Regions from separate parts of the Sus scrofa genome. Here regions 1, 2 and 4 are each linked to region 3. The links are chromatin contacts, called in public Hi-C and targeted proximity ligation maps. All regions are on one chromosome and are shown on one strand. The core of a region is the stretch at or near the end of the contact, and the rest is flanking DNA. Distances in the headings are between cores, read along the strand shown. Region 1 overlaps CRIM1 (cysteine-rich motor neuron 1 protein). Region 2 holds the start of FEZ2 (fasciculation and elongation protein zeta-2). Region 3 holds the start of CRIM1 (cysteine-rich motor neuron 1 protein). Region 4 overlaps CRIM1 (cysteine-rich motor neuron 1 protein).

Evidence for each region. A called contact is a pair of places that touch in the nucleus more often than the background predicts.
Region 1: a contact with region 3 is called in a Hi-C map of omental adipose tissue, with 2.2 times the contacts expected there. A contact is called at or near these places in 2 of 5 promoter capture datasets (fetal skeletal muscle and liver), 2 of 47 Hi-C or Micro-C datasets (embryonic fibroblasts and omental adipose tissue) and 1 of 2 datasets of targeted methods (skeletal muscle).
Region 2: a contact with region 3 is called in a targeted proximity ligation map of skeletal muscle. A contact is called at or near these places in 1 of 47 Hi-C or Micro-C datasets (skeletal muscle) and 1 of 2 datasets of targeted methods (skeletal muscle).
Region 4: a targeted proximity ligation map of skeletal muscle shows a contact between it and region 3, with 4 times the contacts expected there. A contact is called at or near these places in 1 of 5 promoter capture datasets (liver), 4 of 47 Hi-C or Micro-C datasets (embryonic fibroblasts, fetal heart ventricle, fibroblasts and 1 more) and 1 of 2 datasets of targeted methods (skeletal muscle).

The regions. Positions count from the first base shown.
Region 1 is chr3:103,682,790-103,685,778 of Sscrofa11.1, forward strand. The region is part of intron 7 of CRIM1 (cysteine-rich motor neuron 1 protein); the gene reads right to left. Among named protein-coding and RNA genes, the nearest start is that of FEZ2, 120 kb to the left of the region's middle.
Region 2 is chr3:103,564,796-103,567,769 of Sscrofa11.1, forward strand. FEZ2 (fasciculation and elongation protein zeta-2) reads left to right here and starts at 1,419. Exons shown (of 8, transcript XM_003481247.4): 1 at 1,419-1,716. The coding sequence starts at 1,463. It overlaps LOC110260145 (a long non-coding RNA gene), which reads left to right. Exons shown (of 3, transcript XR_002342996.1): 2 at 972-1,050; 3 at 1,178-1,346.
Region 3 is chr3:103,813,875-103,817,091 of Sscrofa11.1, forward strand. It overlaps CRIM1 (cysteine-rich motor neuron 1 protein), which reads right to left and starts at 1,582. Exons shown (of 16, transcript XM_021087639.1): 1 at 1,171-1,582. The coding sequence starts at 1,483.
Region 4 is chr3:103,636,544-103,639,610 of Sscrofa11.1, forward strand. All of the region lies in intron 12 of CRIM1 (cysteine-rich motor neuron 1 protein), which reads right to left. Among named protein-coding and RNA genes, the nearest start is that of FEZ2, 72 kb to the left of the region's middle.

The sequences.
Region 1 (2,989 bases), core at 87-2,586, 130 kb before region 3:
TTCATCTATTTTGAAAGGAAAAGCATGCCACTTGGATGTGTACATCCTGGTACGGTTACAATTAATTTCTTATTGTTTAAAATAATTTTATTACTTTATAGTTGAACCTTGTTTTGGTGGGAACAAATAGAAAAGCTTTACATAAAAAGTACTGTCAGGTGCTTTAAATACATGTCTGTTGAGACCAATTCATTCCTTAGAATTGAGGCAATTAGTGGAAGGAGATGCAGGTGAGGATTTTAAACTAAGATGGCCTAATAAGCCACGGCTAGCAAAGCAGGACATACCTTGAAAGGTAAACAATGTGATTACCAGTTAAAATGTTAAATTCTATTAAATTGACAAAAGCTAAAAGGAAATCAGTTCTGCTGCTTCTGATCAATGGTTGTACCATAAAGAAAATGGAAACCTTCTTTTTAACATCCACAAGCCTTTTCCGAAGGGCATACCTCTTAATAACCTTCATTAACTTCTGTTTGGTTGCCTAAGAGTTGTCTCTTATCCAAAAAAGTCTAACACAGTCTCAGTAGGGATTGTGTTTATTTAAGCTTGTTGGAAAAACATTCCTATCATTTCAAGAATGACTAAATATTTTTCATTCACATAGTTGGCATTCCAGACTATGTTTTCCTGCCTCTGTTGATTAGATGAAAATTAGCAGGCCCAAGTCTGAAGTATTAGATTCGATTATTATCTTTGTAGGAAAATTATGAGACTCCTGGCAATAATGCCCTTTTAGGTGTGGGAAGTGGACAGCAGAGGAAATAAAGAGGAACCTGCCCCTTGCAGGCTACTTCAACAGGGAACTGCTTAACAGCCAGAACTGCTTGCTGAATGCTGGAAAATCAGAGGCAGAGGTTTCTCTAATTGCGTGTTTCAGAATCAGCTCTGGACTATAACATTCTAATGTTTGAAATACCTAGAGATACTTTACATTCCCAGAGAAAATAAAAAATACTGATATTCATTCATGAACAATTTCAGATGCTTAGGTTAAAGGCCTACCCAGGCTGACACATGATCATGGCTATGCGTTTGTTACCTCATATATGACCTTATTTGGACAAGCAAGGAAAAAAACCACACTGGGCTATATTTTAATTTCCATTTATGGAACTAGTTTCCAGGACACTTAGAGTTAAAGGATGAAACAACATGCCTAACAGTCTTTGAACTATTATGAATATTTTATTATTCTTGGCCTACTAATTATAGCATAGTATATGGCACTGAAGCAATACCACCCATAAACTGAGTTTTGATCCCTTTTAAGTACCAGAACACTAATATCATGTGACCCTGTGGCATCTTTGACTTCACTGCCTCTTGGGTCAGCCAAACTATGTTTGATTCCTTGCCACAGAAGCAGTAGCTTAATCATTTGAGATACTGTTTGGTGAGGAAGTATTATGGGCAGGGCTAGAAACATATTTTTCTTATTTCAAGGAATTCCCACCCAGATATGTGCCTGGTACAGACTTTTCCGGCAGCCCAGTAGAAATCTCATTTGAAGGGTAGCTGGATTCAAACTCTACCATCAGAATTTTCAGGGAAGAACAGAGCGCTCCCAGAACATGAGTACTGAACAAGAAGAAGGACAGTCTCCTCGGCAGCTCAAAGACCTCTAGGCCCTCAGAGGACCACAGCACACAATCTAGTGAATGCGCTGAGGCTGAAGGGGCTTACTAAATCCACAGAGGTCGAGATGTGCCTAATACCCTCTCTTCAACACTGTCCCAAGCAGGGACAGGAGTCCCCAAGTAAGGGATCCAAGAAAGCCAGGTGGCAGGAAGAAAGAGAGTTGATGGTTTGCTTTAATCCCATTCCATCAAAGGTCCAGAGAATTATTAAGGATCCAGAGGCAGCGAATCAATCTCTTACTCTCTCACTTCAAGAGCTGGTTAAGTCCAGGTTAGCAGAATGATAAGGCCTGCCTGAAACTCAGCTCAGTTTCAGATAATAACTCTGTAGGTAACACTCAAAGTTTGTATTATGGAAAAATCTTTAAAATACTAAAGTAGAGAACGTTAAAAAAGAATGTATGCATACGTACAACTGGGCCACTGTGCTGAGGAACAGAAATTAGCACAACATTGTAAATCAACTATATTTTAACTAAAAAAATTTAAAAATAAAATACTGAAGTAGATAGAATAATATACCTGGTATTTAGCTGTAATGATCTACAAATAAGGCTGTGATTTCCTGTGTGAAATGGGAAGTGGATTTTGCTTTTGTTTCAGAGAAACAGAAAGAGTATAAAGCAAAGTACCCATTTGCCCAACCATAAGTACGGAATTTGTTTACTAGCAAACTCAACTCCTGATACTGAATGCTACCTTGTAAAATATTACCTATGTTGTTCCCAGTTCTTGAAAAATGATACTCCTGGTGTTGGCTCTGACATCCCCAAGGTCATTGAAACCATCAATCCTCCCAGCTGGAGAGACTGCACACACTGGCCTAAAGAATACTCAGGTCCACCTGAGCAGGGTCCAGCCATGGCCCGAGATGAGAGAGCAGATCAGATTTGACATCAAGTGTGATCAGGGATGGTGGACTTGTCTTCTGCACTGGGTGTCACAGCCGAGCTGGCCTCACACTTGCCCACAAAGCCTGCATTTTTCTCGCTGTGTCATCACAGTTGTGTCATTACATCCTGCAGCCAAAAAATCCCTCCCCCGCACCTCATTTTACCTTTAATTATAAAACAAAGAGATATTTAAAAACAGAAAATGGCGCTCTGTCCTTAGGGTCTCTCTGACATTAGGAATCAACCTAGATAGCATTTATGCCTGGCATTACTGGAAAATAAACTCGTAGATTATTCTCAGTCCCTAATTGTGATATTAAAAAAAATCTAGCTAAAAACCAGGTAGTGGCACCTATATACTCTCAAAGCAGGTCTTAAAAGTGGCAGTGAGCATTAGCCTTGGATGGTCTGGAGAAGGCCCACTTGACCTCTGTGATTCTGGACTTCAGAGGCTGA
Region 2 (2,974 bases), core at 169-2,668, 250 kb before region 3:
AAACTATTAATGAGTAATGAGTTCTAGCTCTTGGCCAAGTAGCACGAAACAACCTGCCCCTTCATGGTTTCAAGGGAAAGCAGAAGGTAAAGATATTACCTTTAAAGTAATTATCAACAGTTTCTTGGGTTCAATTCATAGAAGTATCTTATTAAATATGGGACAAATCATTGAAATACGAGATAAAATTCATTGGAAAGGTAAATAGGAAGTTTTTATATTAACATGTATTCTTGAGGATAGGTTTCCATGTTGTCAAGACATGGATAAATCAAACTGGGAAAAATCTTAGTTCTATATTAACTTCATATTTATTTTTCAAAATAGTAATTCATCTTTTGTGACCCAATTATGTCCTCCCCCTCCTTTTTTTTTCCTGTTTTTTTTTTTTTTGGCCCCCCTGGGGGCATATGGAGTTCTCAGGCCAGTACTACCCTGCAGCTGTGGCAGTGCCGGCTCCTTTTACTCACGGCACCAGGCAGAAGAGCCACAGGAGGAACTCCTGTCCCAATTTCTAAATGAAATATTTGATTATTACAGTCCAAAGATAATGCTCCTGTCAACTTCTAGGTATTTATTGCCTCTACATATTCCACTCCCTCAGAATCATAGCTTTTCCCTTATTTTTTTTAATGGTAAAATGGACATAAAATTACCATCTTAACCATATTTAAGTGTACAGTTCAGTGGTATTAGTACATTCATAATCTTGAGCACCACCCATTTCCAGAACTTTCATCTTGCTAAAACAAACTCAATAGACACTAAATAGTACTTCTCTACTTCCAATAATACTTTTTTATTTGATATACAGAATTGATTTCTAGTTTTATCACTCTAGCTACATCGTAAGCCCCTTGTGGGGAGCAGTCATGTATTAATTATATAACCTTATTTGGTACTTACTGTCAGGCAATGTTCCAGGGGCTTTGCAAATACTATTCATAATCATTCATCTTTGTGTGTTACAGAGGATCTAGCCCATGATTTGGCTGTGAGAAACATAAAACATTTGTGGAATGAATTTGGCTACTACTTAAGCATTTCCAAGTAATTATGGTTGACCTTCTGGTTGGAAAGTTACCGGAAGGAGCAGGTTGCCCTGGGGGAATGATTTGGGGAATAGTCCAACACCTGGTGCAAGTTTAAAGAAGTCCTTTATTTCGGCCTCATTTAGGCCAGGTTCCCACTAAGGAAATCAAAGAAGCAGCTATTCTTGAATGATCGACTATAGGAAATGACTCAACGCAGTTAAGGTTTCCATTTCTACCGGGACCTCGATCAACTTAGAAGGCTCAGGAAAAGGCAAGACCCCTAACCTGGGAGTCCCAGCACAAGTTCAAGCCCTGGCGGGTGGGTGGGGGCGGGGCATAGGGTGGGGGCGGTGCTCCGGGGCGGGGCCTGACGGCGGGGAGGGGCCTGGCCGGGGCCGGGGCGGGGCGCGCGACAGCACCGGGCGGCGATGGCGGCTGACGGGGACTGGCAGGATTTCTATGAGTTCCAGGAGCCGGCCCGGAGCCTCCAGGACCAGGAAAACTGTAACGCGAGCCCCGACTCCGGGGCAGGGCCGGACGGGGGAGGCGATGGCTTCCGGGCGCTGGCCTGCAGCTTGGAGGAGAAACTGAGCCTGTGTTTCCGCCCCTTGGGTCCTGGCGCCGAGCCCCCGAGGGCGGCGGTGCGGCCCATCACCGAGTGCAGCCTCCTGCAGGGGGACGAGTGAGTGTGGGCGCCGGCCGGGAGCGGGCGGGAGCTCCCACTGCCCCTCGTCCAGCCCCTCGCCCTGCCCGCTCCTAGCCCGCCCTCGGTCCGCAGCCTTGGCGGGACTCCGGCCGAAGGCTCCTCCCAGCGCCCTTCTTCCGCCTCTGTCTACTCTGGAGTCCCGCCCCTGCCTGTTCTCCCACCTTCTTCCTTGGGGCTTTCGGCCTCTGAGCCTCTGGCAATTTAAATCCCCTGCTCCCATGTCTGCCTCAGCCCTTAACCTCTCTTCCTTCCTAGAAATCAAACCTATTCGGTTTAGAGGGGAGTCTCCTTATATAGAACGCTGTAGTTAGCTAGAGTACCTTCTCGGGGACTTGTGTAGCCTTTCATTCATTCAACTCGAATTTATTAAGCGCCTGCTAAGTGCCAGAAGCTGCTTCTCACTGGGAATACCAAGATGACTGACTGTTACCCCTCTCAAGCTGAGCGCAACCTAGGGTGGGAGTTAGATTTGTAAACAAACATTTGTACGGGTGTGACAAACGCTCTAGGGGATATATGTGCAAAATATGGGGGATTTAAAAGGGCCAGTGTGAGTGTGAAAGAGAGAGACAGAGAGAGAGAGACTATAGAGAAAGTGAAAAACTGGATCCTGATGGATGAGTGGTAGTTTGCCTGGCAGGTGAAGAGAGGTTTACTATTCTAGCTCAGGGATATAGCACATGCAAAGGTACCAACATTGAAGCAGCATTTATGCCACAGGAATTTATTGGTTCCATCTGAGAGCCCAGGTAGTGTGCAAGTCCCCTCAGAGGCAAAACCAGAAAGCTCTGGTTGTTAATCGTAAGGATCTTCTAGTCTCACAGGGAGACCAGTGCATAAACAGGTAATTATTACAGAAATCATCTAAGCACAATGATAGAAAATTCACAGGGATTTATGAAAGCTAGGGGGATGGAGGGACAGAATTTATTTAAACTTCTAGAACCCTAGTTATAATTTGGTTAAATAAGGGTTGTAATTATATACCATGGTTTTACTCTAAAAGATACCGGAAGGAGAGTGTGGGAATTTGATAGTATTATAATGTCTGGGGACAGGAGCCATGGGAGAGGTAGAGGGTGAAATTAACACTGAGGTTGTGGGCAGAGATGGGTTTTCAGAGCATTGATGGAATGGAGAGATTAGAGGTTAGGGAAGAATTCTTGGGAGAGAAAGATCCATGGGCATAGGAAGAGGCCTGTCACCTGATGGTCTCTTTTCCTGTGAATCAGAA
Region 3 (3,217 bases), core at 332-2,831:
GCATGCTGGCTCTAAGTATTAAGGAAGGGGCAGGGCAGAGGGCGCCTGTCCCTCCTCCTCTCAGTTCCTCCAGATGCAGCTCTCCGCTCAAACACCCGGATACCTCCAAACAGCATCAACGTCAACGTCAGCCCAAGGAGGGATCTCACTTTTAACTGATGCTCCTTGAGTCCTCCCAGTAACCAAATAAAAAGAACTCAGTGTTTCTCTTAAGACCCCTAAATCGGACCAGGCCCCCCGAGGCTGGTGGCCAGGGCTTAAGGTTTACACCCCCAACAGTGCTTCTCCCACGGAGGAAGGCTCCACGAATCTAATCACTCTCCCTCCATCAGACACCGCGGTGCACAATACTTAGTGGAAAAACCAGCAGAACAATCCTCGCCATTAAACACACAAATAGAAGTAACTGGCAACACGATTAGAAACACGTGGATATCTGATCTTAAAAAGCAGCCTCTAATAGAAACAACTTTTCACCCCTAGGTCCAAGCCCCCCGCTCTCCGCCCCTTCATTCAGGAGAGAAAGCCTCTGACCATTTTCAATAGGCAAATAAATGAGTAACCACCGTATGTAACTTCCCTTGGGCTGACATATTCCGGAGCTGAAATTGATTTATATGCGCAGGAGGAGGAAGGGGGTGACGGAAAAGAGCAAGGAAAAAATAATAAAAGAGTCACACAGGGAGTGTGAGCTGGAGACACGTCTCCGCCAGCAGAAAATGGACTTTTGCGGACACGGTGAAGCACTTGGTTCCACACTGCGCTAGTGCGGGGAGGGCGGCAGGGGCTGGACTCCCCGAGGGGCTCGCGACAGCCTCTGCAGTGCCCCCTGCCCGTGGCGCCCCCACGTCGGGGAGCACAGCCGGGACACCCCACCCAGCCGCAGCCCGATAGGCCACACGTGTGAGCTTCTGTACGCGGCCGGGGGCGACTCCCCTCTCTCTAGCCTCCACCCACGAAATCCAACCTCAACCGCGGCCTGCCAGGCATCAGGGGGAACAGCGAGCGGGAACCCAGGGACGCGGGGCTCTCTGCCGGGGGCGGGGGCATCCCTCCTCCCGCGGAGCCCTCTCTCCTCGGGAAAGTCTCAGCCAAACTTTGTTCCGCGCAGCCAGCGCAGAGGGGGCGGCGCGGGCCAGGTGGGAGGGGGCACGCGGCGGGCGGCCGTACCTTCGCAGACGCCCACTTCGTACTCGGTGATGGAGTCGCCATTGAGCGGGGGGCGGATGACACAGCGCAGCCCCCGGTCGCAGGCTCCGTGGAGCCCGTAGGCGCCGCCGCAGCTCTCGTTCCTCTGGCGGGCGCACATGTAGCAGCAGCCGCAGACGCCCTGCACGATGCTCCCGGGGCAGCTCCTGGGCTCTTCGCACTTGGACTCGTCGCAGGGCAGGCAGACCAGCGCCCGGGTGCCAGAGCGCGCCAGCAGCAGCAAGAGCCCCAGCAGCGAGCCGGCCAGCCCCCTGCCCCCCGCCACCAAGTACATCCTCCTGCGCCGCCGCCTCCTCCTCGCAGTCGGGCCGGGAGCGGGGCGGGCGCCCTCCCCTGTGCGGGGCACACGCGCCGCCGCCGCCGCACCCGCAGCCCGCGGTCCTCGCCGCCCCCCTCGGGGCCCCCGGGGCGCGCCTCCCCTGGCGGGGCGAGGCCCCCGCCCCCTCTGCGGGCCGCGCCGACCCCGAGCCCACTAGCGTTGGCGCCAGCGGGGGCCTCCCCTCTTCCTCCTCCTCCCGGGAGGGAGGGGGAAAAAAGAAAAAAAGTTTCCTCCCGGCAGCTCCGGTTCAACCCAAACTTCTGGCGGCGGCGGCAGCGGCTGCGCCCGGCTCCAGCTCCGGCTGGCGGCGCCTCCTCCCTCTCCTCCTCCGCGTCGGCCGGCCCCGCGGCAGTGGCGGTTGCGGTGGCGGCGCAGCCTCCGGGCCGGTCCCCGCCTCCCGAGCAGCCGAGTGGGCGCGGTGGCGCAGCAGAAGGTCCGCGGCGTCCGCTCCGCGCGCCTGGTTCGCCTCACTCCTGCGCCGCTCCTCCGGGCGCTTGTTTATGGCTCGAGCCTCTGCCGCTCCGGCTGCGCCCTCCCCCATCCTACCTCATCCCCCAGCCCGCGCCGCGCGCCGCTCATTGGCTGCCCCCCACCCCTCCCGGCCCGGCCGGCTCCCTCCCCCTCCTCCGCCCTCCCTACCCGGCGGCCGGGCCCTTCCTCCCTCGCACGCCTCCCCCCACCCCCCCCACGCTCCTCCTGTGCCTCCGGAGCCCGGCGCACCGAGCCGGCCCTGCAGCGGGGTCTTCGCGCGCCTCGCCCGTTCTGGCGTCGCCCGCTCGCTGCGGCTCGGGGAGCGAGGCGCATCCGGCGAGCTACCAGAGTCGCGGCGTCCCGAGCGCCCGCCGGCCCCAGGTCCACCGTGGCTGGCCTGGGAGTCCTGAGGGCGAGACGGCTGCACCTCCGGTGCCGGCTTTGAGTTCCGAGAATGGCTGGGGACCCCGGAGCTCGGGGCGGGGTGGGGGAGAATTGCTGCAGCCCTTGGCTGGAGTACCCGCCGGATCGAACCCCGGGAAAGGGAAGCAAATGCATGGAACCTCCGCAAAACTGGACGAGAATCCATCTTCCACTGGAGCTGGGAATAGACTTTGTAAAAGATCTTATGTAATGGAGTCTCGGGAAGCTCGAGACGCCTCCAGCGAAGCTGCTGGTGAATTAATTAAGTGCTTTAAATCGTCTAGGTAAATATTCCGGGGCGGGGGGACGACTGTTGGGGGCCTCCGTAGCTTGAGTTGCATTTTAACTGCCTACATCTTGTCTGTTTCGTCGCTCTGCCGTCTGTGCCGAGGTACTACATTATCGGAGGGGGCGAGTGGAAAGTGGAGGTGAATTTTTCTCCCTTGAGTAAGGCTGAACACTGGATTACGACAAGTCTTGACATGATTGGACCTGCGTATTTTATGCATCATTAATGTCATCTCACATTGCCCCTTTCCCAAGCTCGTGGACAGATGTGGTGGGTTTTCAATTTTTCATTTATTGTGAACCTACTAATAAAGAAGATCTGGGGTAAATATTCTTTGTGTTAAACCAGGTAAAGAAACAGCTGAAGTCATGCATCCTTGTTTCTTTTATGTAGCTGTCAGAAAAGGTTCTCAAAATGATTGGCTCTGTAATGGCCCACCATTACAGGATGTGTTACATGGTCAATAAAATTAGTGAATTAATAAAAAGTGATTTGGGTCAGTGTGA
Region 4 (3,067 bases), core at 493-2,992, 180 kb before region 3:
ACTATAACAATGAATTACAAATACTCTTTCTCTAACTCCAACAAAGGAATGAGATACTACTATTACCTCGTATTTTACTCTCTCTTAACTGACAAGACATTGCAATCGCTGGCCTGTGAGATCCTTGAATTTTTAGATCCCAAGCAGGGCACATGTTGGGCACAAATGCCCCATCTAGAGAATCAATGGAATGTGAGTGCCTCCTGTTTGAGAAACCAGCTCTACTTTACAAATTTTTTTAAAACATAAAGTGGAGACAAAGAGAAATCACAACGAAGAAGAACTCTGAGCAAATAAATGAGGTCACTAAGAAATGGATAGAGATCTGCGGACAAAGAAGACGATGACGGATTTTTTTTTTTTTTTTTCTTTTTACAGCCATGGACCTTCCTTAGCTAAGGGTTGAGTCAGAGCTGCAGCTGCCAGCCTACACCACAGTCACAGCAACGCTGATATCCTCACAGAGACAACATCGGGTCCTTAACCCCCTGAGCCGTGAAGGGAACTCCCTGATTTTGAATATGCTGGCTTGCTGGACCTTCCTAGACTAAAAGAATATAAGAGTGGAACTCAACTGAAGTCTTATGAAAAACAGACACAGGTGGCCTAGACGCTTTTGGTGAGGCAGAGTTCTAATACACAGTAATTCCATCAGCAAACGATGAAAGGTTTTTGGCTAAAAATGCAAAACGTATTTATTGATTTACCTCAAACCTTGAGTACTTTATCTTGTAACATCTAGCTTCTAATACATAAAGCACATGCTCTTAATTCACTTATATAAAAAGAAAAACCTGAGGCAAATATTGCCAGGTAGGCTGACTCCTACCTCCACATAATGCCTTAATTTAACCAAAGGCAGATCTGACCCCAGTTTTAAGACTTTTCTTGGACGTCCCCTTCTTGCTTTATTTTATTCTGTTTCTTGGGATGGGAGTCGAGGTCTCTTTATAAAGGCCAAGAGAGCCTTTCAGGTTTCTTCAACATACGGGAAAGAAGAGGTGATGGATGGCACAGGGTTCCTAGTGAACAGAGAAAGTATAAACGTTCCTGAATTCTCACTGAACTAGTAAACATGGTGACTTCTGGCTGACTCCTACTGCATGCCAGGAGACAGAGTTTCTCAATAACAGAACTTGCTAATCCTTGTATTAAGCATCTGTTATGGGCTGATTAAGCACTTCACATATAGAAGTTCAAGGAAACATATTACTGTCAACTTTAAAAAAGGTCTCGTCTTGTATGGCTTTACAATCCAAGATGCACATACAGGCACATGGAGATGATACACACAGAAATCATTCTGAAAATAGATAATGTAGTCTAAAAGGCAGGCAGGAACCATGACAGTCAAGGAGGGCTGACTAAGAAGGAAAACAAAGTTTCCTTCAGAACTTAAAGGAAACTATGTACGTGAGAATCAGAATATAAAGTCTTGTTAAGAAAACTGTGAGGTAGAAGTCACTGGGCTTCCCAGAGTGGCTGGTTTCTGCACCAGAGGAGTTTCTGCACCTACTAGAGGTGGTTCACCCTGTTGCAGCCCGAGTGCTGCCAGGAAGACTCCACCAGCAGCCTCCTGCAGGCTCTGCGGACTGACTTTAGTCTGATTGCATCTCCTGGACAAAGTGTAATCCTCCTAGAGGGGTGTCCTCCTCTCCCTCATGAGACGGTACACAGTCAGAGTTGGCTTCCTGGACAGAAATAAGAGGCGAGAGGCACCTGCTACTAATCTCTCTGGAAACACGGGTGCTGGCCTCCCTTCTGTGCAGCAGACGTCTGTGAATTAAGAACATGGGGCTGGAGCCTAGATAAGACGATGCCATTCAGAGGTTTCCCCCAACTTAACTAGAACAACTTGAATGTCTGTTTACACAGCCGGGGGCCTGGGGAGGATACTGAAGTGAGAAGAGAAAGCTGCTTATGGGATAAGCAGGATGAGATGCTTCCTAGGGTGGAGGGCAAGACCTAAACAAACTGAAATCAAACCCTGTTTATTTTTGTTGCAACAACTTTAGACCAGTTCCAAGTTAGCACAGGGCCTGACAACCAGAATGTTTTCCGTCTTACACCCTCCAAACAATACACAGAAAAGCACCCCGCTTCCCTGCTTCCCTTCCCTTTCGCTGAAATCGCTCAGCAGGAAGTGGGAGCCCCAGGAGTGCAGTGCAGGGGCCACAGGAACGGGGAGCTCTGAAGATCAGGAGGCACAGGCTGTCTCCTCCAGACGGGGGCAATCTGACTACACACGCCACATGCTCTGCTTCCAGGAATCACGGTGAATCCTGCAGACACAGACTCCTCAGATGGGACTCGTCTCTTCCGGCAAACAGAAAAATAAAAGCGTGCCTTCTCTCTCCCATGGCAACGTTGTCCAGAGGCAGGAGAGGACAGTGAAGCTCTGAGGTCTGGGGCCAGGCACTGCCCCAACACCGCAGCACTACAAAGCCTTAGACTGCACACTGCTTTCACCTGGGTCACACTGAGGTGACTGAAGTGGTCACGGGTTCCAGAAGCCAAGAGTGTGCACCACTGAAGCCTTTTCTCAAATATTCTCATCCTTTAAAATCCTGTCACTGGGATGTGACATCCAGGCCCTTCTCTTGCAAAAAGGCAGGTTCTGCATGTAAAATGAGGCACCAGATTCCATTTGATGCCTTCTCCTCAGCTCATGCGCACCTCGTGTTAGGAGACCTGTAACTGGATGAGCCAATATGTATTCCTATCCTTTTCCATGTTTATAAAGTGCTTTCACATAGGCATATCCTGTCACTTAATTTTCATGGCCCTTTAGTGAAGCACAGGACAATATTATCATTCCCATCTTACAGATGAGGAAACAGAGCTAGAGTTATATCCTATACCAAGACATAGAGCTAGAACGTGCCAGAGATGGGATCATCATGCCTTGGCTCCAAAGTACATTCTCTTTCCAATACACAGAAGATTTTAATGTTAAGAAAACACACTGGAGAAACAGCTGTGAAAAATGTTCCAATGAAGATGCCAGTATCATAACATTATGGCTTAAAAATGTACATTTAGTTCTGTGAGTGGTATATTTTAGAGA